Linked DNA regions of Capra hircus: region 1 is linked to region 2. Evidence: chromatin contacts called from public Hi-C data. All regions are on one chromosome and are shown on one strand. Each heading gives the region's core, a stretch centred on a gene start, on an enhancer-like site or on the middle of the called end of the contact. The rest is flanking DNA. Distances are from core to core; before and after follow the strand shown.

Region 1 (4,936 bases), core at 446-2,945, 440 kb before region 2:
ATCCTGTCTGCTCTATCACACAAGGCTGATGCAGAGTACAGCCCAGGTGGACCCCAGAGTAATTCCTGGCCCTCCCATTTGCCCGCTCTCTGACCTCAGGCAAGCCGCTTGACCTCTTTACCCCTCAGTTTCCCCATCTGTAAAATACCTCTCAGTGCTGTGGTGAGAAGTAACAGGGCGTGGGTAAATCACACCACAGGGCCTGGTCTGCTGTGAGCGCTCAGGAAATAGCCCTCATCCCCTCTCCCAGCTGAAAACTCACCCACATCTCCAGGCCCATCAGTGGTCAACGCCATATGAAACCTTTCCTGAAACTCAGACTCCAGTCCTAGTCTCCTGCATTTTCCTCTTGAGGTTTGTATTCAGATTAGTTATCCATATACTTCTCTAAATTCCCCTAGCAGAACATAAACCGCTGGTTAAATCGCTGCACCTCCGCCTATCTGGTCACCTTTCAGTACTTCAAATATACCAACCTCTTTGCTGTCTCAGCCCTTTACACGTGCTGTTCTCTTTGCCTGAAATGCTCTCTTGTACTCAACCTTCAGGGCTCCTTTACCACCAATTTAAACACGCTCCCATGTTATTTTCATGTCAGCACTTAACATAACTGCAGTTCTACTATCAGGAAGCTGTTACCTCAGCATCTTGTACAACACCTAGCACAAAGCAAATGGAATCATTATTCTTTCAACTGACAAGCAGGGGTCAGTCAATGCCCCCCAGGTTGTCCCTATTTAGTTTTTCTGCTCACCAAGACCCACCAGGTCAAATTTATGAGTCTGGACCCACTAAGGACTGTGTCCTGTCCTCAAAAAGAGTCACTGAAACTGAGGTCAAGGTACCATGTAAACGGAAGATGCTTGGTGATGGCGTTCAGGACACTACCCCCAAATATGGCACTTTGGTGTATTGATCTAAAGCCAGAGAAATTTTAGACAATGGCAGAAGCAGCAAAATCACTCCTGCTTCAACCATTTTCCGCTCCAAATCTCCCAGGTGAAAGGTCCCCTCCCAGGAAGGAGAGGGACATTCTTATCACCAGAGGCAGGAGGTTTAGGGTCGAGAAGGCTGTGTGAGGAAAGCTCGATCTGGTTTCACTATTCACTACGCACAGTCCAAACCTCTCTTGTCTTATCAGTTCTTCACAAATTCATTGTTTCTTTCTCTAATAGGTATAAAGCTTTAGTTCTGGCCACTTCTTTGGGTCTCCACTCTCTAGTGAAAGGTCCCCTCCCTGTACGTGTAGAAGTGAAAGTCGTTCAGTCGTGTCCGACTCTTGGCGACCCCATGGACTATACAGTCCATGGAATTCTCCATGCCAGAATACTGGAGTGGGTAGCCTTTCCCTTCTCCAGGAGATCTTCCCAACCCAGGTCTCCCGCATTGCAGGCGGATTCTTTACCAGCTAAGCCACAAGGTAAGCAGGTACGCGGAGAAACTCAGTAAAATATGTACACATGGCTTTTCTCCTGCAGACCTGTGTTTGTCAGTGTAACTTTCAGATCCCGTTAGAAGCTCGTGGCTACGTCAGAAGACCAACTCTGATGGCTGGCTGCCGCTCTTCCGGCGCAGCTAACGCCCAGCTAGGCCTCCGGCCACCAGATGGCGGTGTCCAAGAGCCTTAGCAAACGCTACCACGGCGACGACGCTGGCATAGCTCCTGCGCGCGGCGCTCCGGAAGTGACGCTACAGGAAGGGCGCGCTCCAGGCAGCGCCATGGCCGGAAAGGCGGCTGGAAAACCGCCTGAGGAAATCTTGTTGGACTGGAAACGGTAATGAGGCAGGGGACGCGCAAAGTCCGGGGATTGGAGCGACGTGGTTCCCCGCGGATCTCCGACTTCATAACCCCTAACTTGGGGCCCCAGGGGCCTGGGCCTGCTTTTGGCTTGCGGGCGAAAGGGCTGTAGCTTCCGGGACCGCGTCTGGGTCTCAAGGGAGGGAGGGACTTCCAGACCAGGTGGGTCCCTGGTAGAGCTTCGACTCCCGGGCCTGGAATCCACGTGAGGGTGGCCGCAGCTGGACCGCGGGGTGCGGGGTTTCTGGGCTGGGCGGACCGCTGGACCTGTTTCTACTCTCAGGGAGCAAGCCTCGTTGAAGGCCCGTGTTGTGGACCTGGACACGGAGGCTTGGCAACGGGACCCCGCCTTCTCAGGGCTGCAGAGGGTCGGGGGCGTGGACGTGTCTTTTGTGAAAGACGACAGTGGCAGCGCCTGCGCCTCCCTGGTGGTGCTCAGCTACCCAGAACTTGAGGTAACCCCTAGGGGACTCTGGCCAGGGGCCGCACCGCTGCGTCCCCGTGTGCGTTAGTGAGAGAGGCGGGACTCTGGACAGGGAACAGTGCCAGAGTAGAACCCCGCTTCTCCTCTTGTGGGAGTTAACTAATAAATTGGAAAGCTTTTGAAGAAAAGAGGAGGGGAACAAAAACTGACTAGATTCTGTGACCTAAATCCAAATTAACTCATATCTCCAAGTTTGGCAGTCATCTTTTGCTCCCCATCTCAGGAACCTACAGCAACATACACTCAAGTTGCCCAAGATGCTGGAAATCTCTGTCTTCCCATACCCCTCAGCTGGTCACACACTAACTACATTTTTTCCACCACCTAAAATCACTGGAGTCTGTCCCCTTGTCTTTATCGCTGCTGCCCCTTCTTGGCTGTACCACTGTCACCTCTTAAGTAGGTGACAGGTGGAATCTTCCCCGGGTCCTTTCTCCATGCTGCCAACAGAGCAGTTTTCCTAAAAAGCAATGTGAGCAGTCACCACCTAGTCCAGTTAAAACACTTAAGTGCCCATCCTGTGATCGCATAGTAAATAAAAATAACACTAACAAGGCATAAAGAGATCTCTAGTCTTTCCCATTCTGTTGTTTTCCTCTATTTCTTTGCATTGATCGCTGAAGAAGGCTTTCTTATCTCTTCTTGCTATTCTTTGGAACTCTGCATTCAGATGCTTATATCTTTCCTTTTCTCCTTTGCTTTTCGCCTCTCTTCTTTTCACAGCTATTTGTAAGGCCTCCCCAGACAGCCATTTTGCTTTTTTGCATTTCTTTTCCATGGGGATGGTCTTGATCCCTGTCTCCTGTACAATGTCACGAACCTCATTCCATAGTTCATCAGGTGCTCTATCTATCAGATCTAGGCCCTTAAATCTATTTCTCACTTCTACTGTATAACCATAAGGGATTTGATTTAGGTCATACCTGAATGGTCTAGTGGTTTTCCCTATTTCCTTCAATTTAAATCTGAATTTGGTAATAAGGAGTTCATGATCTGAGCCACAGTCAGCTCCTGGTCTTGTTTCTGTTGACTGTATAGAGCTTCTCCATCTTTGGCTGTAAAGAATATAATCAATTTGATTTCGGTGTTGACCATCTGGTGATGTCAATGTGTAGAGTCTTCTCTTGTGTTGTTGGAAGAGGATGTTTGGTATGACCAGTGCATTTTCTTGGCAAAACTCTATTAGTCTTTGCCCTGCTTCATTCCACATTCCAAGGCCAAATTTGCCTGTTACTCCAGGTGTTTCTTGACTTCCTACTTTTGCATTCCAGTCCCCTGTAATGAAAAGGACATCTTTTTTGGGTGTTATTTCTAAAAGGTCTTGTAGGTCTTCATAAAACCGTTCAACTTCAGTTTCTTCAGCGTTACTGGTTGGGGCATAGACTTGGATTACGGTGATATTAAATGGTTTGCCTTGGAGACGAACAGAGATCATTCTGTCGTTTTTGAGATTGCATCCAAGTACTGCATTTTGGACTGTTGTTGACCATGATGGCTACTCCATTTCTTCTGAGGGATTCCTGCCCGCAGTAGTAGATATAATGGTCATCTGAGTTAAATTCACCCATTCCAATCCATTTTACTTCGCTGATTCCTAGAATGTCGACATTCACTCTTGCCATCTCTTGTTTGACCACTTCCAATTTGCCTTGATTCATGGACCTGACATTCCAGGTTCCTATGCAATATTGTTCTTTACAGCATCGGATCTTGCTTCTATCACCAGTCACATCCATGACTGGGTATTGTTTTTGCTTTGGCTCCATCCCTTCATTCTTTCTGGAGTTATTTCTCCACTGATCTCCAGTAGCTTATTGGGCACCTACTGACCTGGGGAGTTCCTCTTTCGGTATCCTATCATTTTGCCTTTTCATACTGTTCATGAGGTTCTCAAGGCAAGAATACTGAAGTGGTTGCCATTTTGAACTGTGGTGTTGGAGAAGACTTGAGAGTCCCTTGGACTGCAAGGAGATCCAACCAGTCCATTCTGAAGGAGATCAGCCCTGGGATTTCTTTGGAAGGAATGATGCTAAAGCTGAAGCTCCAGTACTTTGGCCACCTCATGCGAAGAGTTGACTCATTGGAAAAGACTCTGATGCTGGGAGGGATTGGGGGCAGGAGAAGAAGGGGACGACAGAGGATGAGATGGCTGGATGGCATCACGGACTCGATGGATGTGAGTCTGAGTGAACTCCGGGGGATGGTGATGGACAGGGAGGCCTGGTGTGCTGCGATTCATGGGGTCGCAGAGTCGGACACGACTGAGCGACTGAACTGAACTGATCAAGGCATAAAGGCTCTTCATGATCTCACCCCTGCTTAATGTAACTCACAATAGGTTCACCTCTGGCCACCACCCACGTTCATCACCCACTTCCCATTCTGGAGGACTTCAGCTTCCTCAAGCACTCCATGCTGTATCTGCCTGCCTGACCTTTGCAGTGATGTTTCCTCTCCTGGAATATTTTTCATGTGGCTAACTCCTCCTGGTCTCTTAGGTCCTCCAGTAAGCCCCCCAGCTCGTCCTACAAGACCAGGAGTTGCTCCCAGGATCCTCTCATTCCTCTCTATCATCTGGGATAGAATTGGCCTGTGTGTCTCCTGCACCAGAATGTAAACGCCACAATAGTAGAAACTGTACTCTCTTGCACACC
Region 2 (5,153 bases), core at 1,641-4,140:
GAGTGATTTCTGACCATACTGGGAAGATTTCATTTTTAGAAACGACAAGCAAGGGGCTTTAAATTCTCTGTTAAAGATAGAGTCCGAAAAGCAGAAAATGTGTTCAGTTCAGTTCAGTTGCTCAGTCGTGTCCGACTCTTTGTGACCCCATGAATCGCAGCACGCCAGACCTCCCTGTCCATCACCAACTCCCAGAGATCACTCAGACTCACGTCCATCGAGTCCATGATGCCATCCAGCCATCTCATCCTCTGTCATCCCCTTCTCCTCCTGCCCCCAATCCCTCCCAGCATCAGAGTCTTTTCCAATGAGTCAACTCTTCACATGAGGTGGCCAAAGTACTGGAGTTTCATTCAGCTTTAGCATCATTCCTTCCAAAGAAATCCCAGGACTGATCTCCTTTAGGATGGACTGGTTGGATCTCCTTGCAGTCCAAGGGACTCTCAAGAGTCTTCTCCAAAACCACAGTTCAAAAGCATCAATTCTTCGGTGCTCAGCCTTCTTCACAGTCCAACTCTCACATCCATGCACGACCACAGGAAAAACCATAGCCTTGACTAGATGGACCTTAGTTGACAAAGTAATGTCTCTGCTTTTGAATATGCTGTCTAGGTTGGTCATAACTTTCCTTCCAAGGAGTAAGCGTCTTTTAATTTCATGGCTGCAGTCACCATCTGCAGTGATTTGGGAGCCCCAAAAAATAAAGCCTGGCACTGTTTCCACTGTTTCCCCATCTATTTCCCATGAAGTAGGACTACTATAAAAGAAAATCTCATTTCTTGTAGCAGGACGTTGTGTCTGGATGTCATTCCCCCAGTTCTATTCTGCGGGTTGTAGGATTACAACATAAATTGAATTCTCAGCCTCACCAGGTCAGTGTGAAAGAGTCAGACGGAGAGAGCTGAGTGGGCTGATGTTGATCCCCTCATAATCACATCAAGCCTTGCCTGCCAGCAGAAGCGACCCTGCTCCCCATCTGAAGTGTCCTTCCCACCCCCTGCTCATGAAGACTCCACCCCAAGCAGGTAGGGGGAGACCTGCTGAGAGGAGACTGATTCTCCTCAAGACCCCACTAGTAACCCCATGTTGCCTTCAGATCCATAACTGCAGTGAGAGCCCAGCTGACTCCGGGGAAGGTGGGCACATCCCAAGAATTCCAAGAAATTGCTGACTCACACTGGAGGGTCTCGGGGAGACCTCACAGGGACTCATGGCAGCCAGCACTGGGCGAGCTGGACAGGGCATGAGCGCCTGAGACTCTGGGCCACACTGTTTGCTTTCATCTGTGCTTGGACTTCCCAGCTGAGATGCCAGGAATCCCTTGGCATAATACAGAGGAAGGACTCCAAGGGCTGGGACACATAAGGACTCGACATGAATTCATCAGGTGCAACTCACTCACTGAGCTTCTTGTGTCCTCAAGGCACAGGCACTGGATAGAGGCCCCAAGAAATCCCTTGGTGAGGACCTCGGGTTCTTGAAAAGCCCTCCAAGGTCTGCAGGCCAGGGAAGACAGTAGAGGCGCTGCCATCAAAACAGGGGCCCTGATTTCTCCTGAGAAACAGGAGGTGCAAGGCTCAGAGCTCACATGGGCAGGTCACTGGAAAAGGCAGGAAACCCACGCAGTAGTCACAATGCACGGTGCCAGAGAGCCCTTGACACTGGCCAACTGCAAAAGCTGGATAGTCTCAGAAAGCCTCAGTGGATCATTAAGAAACCAGCCAGATCTGGGAGATAGAGATCTGATGGGAAGGACCTTAGAGGAAAATCATGACCTCTCACCCAGTTCCAGGACTGAACAGAAGGGAGAATGGGTTCCTCATGAAGGCGTCTAGGTAGTATGCCTGGCAAACCTGCCCCCAGTGCCTGAACCATTGTGCCAGGTACTGCTGCTGCCTAACCACCTCCCCCTGCCCTGGCTCTGCACTTAGGCGGAGTCAGCAGGGAAGGCTCATCTCTGCTCTGTGGGATGCCAGCTGAGCGGCCTGTGTGACGCCTGGGTTATCCGATGGGGGATAAGAACTCCCCTGACAAGAAAGCACATCTATCCAGAGAGCAAGGGCTGCTGACTCCTCCCCACGCAGTCCTCTCACAGACTGCTGCTGGAATAGACACTCTGGATATGGATTTGCCTCCGCCCACTCTAGGAGGCTTCTGCCAGCTGCACTGTTGTGGACTTGGAGGCCGCTAGTGGTGTCCATGCAGCTCTGCTCCTGATCAAGGAGTTCATTTCACAGAAAGGGGTGAGCGCTGAGCATGTGCCATGGGACACCTCATCTTATGACCCCACCTGCCCAGGACTGCTAGAAAGGTGGTGGGGCCCATGCAGACTGGGCTGCGGGCTCAGCCTGGGCGACCAAGCCGGGCTGAGTACTGGGACCCCTCATGCCAACCAAGACACACGAGTGGAAGCCAGGGATGCAGGTGTGGGTGGCACCCCAACCTATATCCTCGATGCCCCGTGGAGGCTTCTGCCGGGACCACCGAACCAGAAGATGGGCTCCCCTGGAGACAGGCCACCAGCCCGGAGGACAGAACCAGTGGGGCACGCTGCCTAGTTGGCAGTTCAGTGGACACTAGAGAGCAGGGTTGTAACATCACTAAACGCAGCATTTTGTGCATCCGAGCCGGCGGGGCAGTGATTTGTGAACAAGATCTCTGACCTTCTGGGAGACGGTCCATGCGGTCACCCTGCAGGGTGCCCACGATAGTGGGAGATGGAACTTCTAGTCTTGAAGACCGTGCAGTTGGGGCCTTCTGGAAATGCATCTGAACCGCGCGATCAAGGGCCCCTGAGCCCCGCCCACTGCAGGTCCAGCCCCTTCTCTGGGTGGGGCTTCCGTCCACAGATGGCCGCGTTCCGCGTTCTGCGGCGCCAGGCCCCGCGCGGCCGCCGTAGCGGGGGTGGGTTGGGCCCGGGCTACGGTAGCCGTGTGGCGCGGGGCACGGGTCCGACCGGGTAGGGCGGCGGGGCACGGGCCGGGCCGGCCGCCATGGGCAACCTGTTCGGCCGTAAGAAGCAGAGCCGGGTCACGGAGCAGGATAAAGCGATCCTGGTGAGATGCCGGGCCCTGCAGGCGGGTGGGCGCGGGCCGGGTACCCCCGGACCGTACGGGGAAACCGAGGCTGGGCGGCGGCAGGCTGCGCTCCGTTTCTCCAAAGGGTCCAGCCCCTGTGGCCGCCCAGCCTCACGCCCGGGCTGCAGCCTCGGAGCCCGTCTGGGGCGATGCGCAGTGGGCTCCCCTTGGGGAGCATGTCCGGGCCCGGTCCCCAGCGAGTCTGAGCGAATCCTGTCGCTGCGGGTGTAGGTGGTCCGGGTGTGGCTGAGCTGTGCTTCGGGGGGCGGGGCCCTCGTTGTACTGTCTCGTGGTTGTACCTTGTCCGTGGGCGAGTCCGCGCCTGCGGGTGGGGTTTCTAAACTCCAGCCCCACGGGAGCCAGCCCCAGACCACTTCCCAGCCCCGGCCCCGACCCGGTGCGGGCTCGGGGCCTGCGTGGCAGACTCAGGTGGGAGGTCGTGGAGAGGGGATGATCTGGCAGTGGGGCGTCATTGCTGCTCCCAGAACTGGGGATCTAAGCAAACGCTCTCACTGTGGGACGGTCGTGTTCTGTGTGCTTAGGACTCAGGCTGGACTCAACACCTGTCCCAGTCCTTGTCAAACTTACAACCTGTGCGGCCCCTGAGGAACGGGCCATTGGCCCCGAGCTTGTGGGCTGCCCTTGTCTCCAGGCCACTCCTGGCCCTCGAAAGTTTTAGATGATGGTGATGTTTCTGTTTCTACTTGTGGATTTGAGCATCTTTTTCTGGAGAGCACTGATATGAAAGTTAGCTTCTAGGGAAAGAATCGTGTGGTGTGTTAAGTGAAATGACGTGTTGAGACTAACCCATTTTTGTAAGAGAAGTGTGTCAGGAAGGAGAGAGCCTAGAATGTAAGTGGAATCTACCTTCGATTTCTTTTCTGATTTTCTGCAGGAAGAGTATGTAATTTTTGATACTAAGAAACTAATTCAAATGGCAGGTTGTTTTTTTGGGGGAGGCGGGGTGGTTTTACTGTAGCTTCTGAAACCAGAAGTTATACCAGAAGTTATAAAACTTTTTAACTGAAGTTCCCCTTGAAAAAGAGGCCTGTTTGTCACTGGAGAAGATCAGCTGTCATTGGGTTTTTATTGTGGTTGGGGTCCGGTCTCCCACATATGCTGGCCTCCATCCTGGGCTTCTGGGCCTCTGGCTGAGCAGGAAGCTCCCGAAGCTCTCCTCCTGTTGTCAAGGGTACACATTGGTGGGGTCGTGACAGGAACAACTCAGTTGGCACACCACAGAACAAACTATCGCCTGATGTTTTCTGAGGATGAAGAGCTGAGCTGAGGAACCTTGAGCTGCCCCAGGACCTTCTGCTGAGACTTCTTGTTTTACAAAGGGGTGGCCTGGCCACACCTGCCTCCCTCTGGCTCTTGCCTGACACTCTGTCCGCCGCCTGCAGGGTAGGTGCTCAGCTTCAGAGTTGAGCCCGGCTGGTAGGCTGGCTATGGGGTGATATCTCATTGTCAGCGGACATCTCTCATGCCAGCCTGGAGAGGACATGTGGCTGCCCTGAGCCACCAACCACAGAGTGCACTGGGGCAGATGGCCTCTAAAAAGGGAACTATGGAGCGGCCACTTTAGACCATGTCCATGCCGGGGGCTAATTTCTCACCATGTTGAGTCCAAAAGATGTGCACACCCTTGACTGACTTAACTCATTCCTGGTAACCGACCCTGAAGACGTCATCTTCCGTCAGAGAGGTGACCCACGCTTGCAGGTGCTCACTGTAAGCATCAACTGAAATCACAGAATTTGGAAGAAATGTAAATGACCTAAAATAGGGAAGGAGAGGCTAAGGCGTGTAAATGGCCCTGCATCCTTTTGGGGACAGGACTCCAGGGTGCCAGGTGCTTCGTGAGGTCATATGAACCCATCACCTCAATGCGCCGTCTGTTGTCCACCCACGTATAGTGGCAAGTGACAACAGTTGGGGAGCTGATGGTAAATGGCTGAGATCCCCAGAGGGGTGAAGCTGGAAGGGACGGCCCCTGTCTCCAGCTACAGCTGGACTGGGCTAGTGGCACTCAGATGGCCCTCACCAATGATTTTGTGTTGTCTCTGCACCTTGGAG

Evidence for each region. A called contact is a pair of places that touch in the nucleus more often than the background predicts.
Region 1: a Hi-C map of blood shows a contact between it and region 2, with 4 times the contacts expected there. The contact joins the promoter of ENDOV here to the promoter of CHMP6 in region 2. A contact is called at or near these places in 2 of 5 Hi-C or Micro-C datasets (blood and liver).

What each region holds. Positions count from the first base shown.
Region 1 is chr19:51,476,459-51,481,394 of ARS1.2, reverse strand. ENDOV (endonuclease V) reads left to right here and starts at 1,695. Exons shown (of 10, transcript XM_005694075.2): 1 at 1,695-1,775; 2 at 2,082-2,253. The coding sequence starts at 1,720.
Region 2 is chr19:51,038,079-51,043,231 of ARS1.2, reverse strand. CHMP6 (charged multivesicular body protein 6) reads left to right here and starts at 2,890. Exons shown (of 8, transcript XM_018063631.1): 1 at 2,890-3,056. The coding sequence starts at 2,994.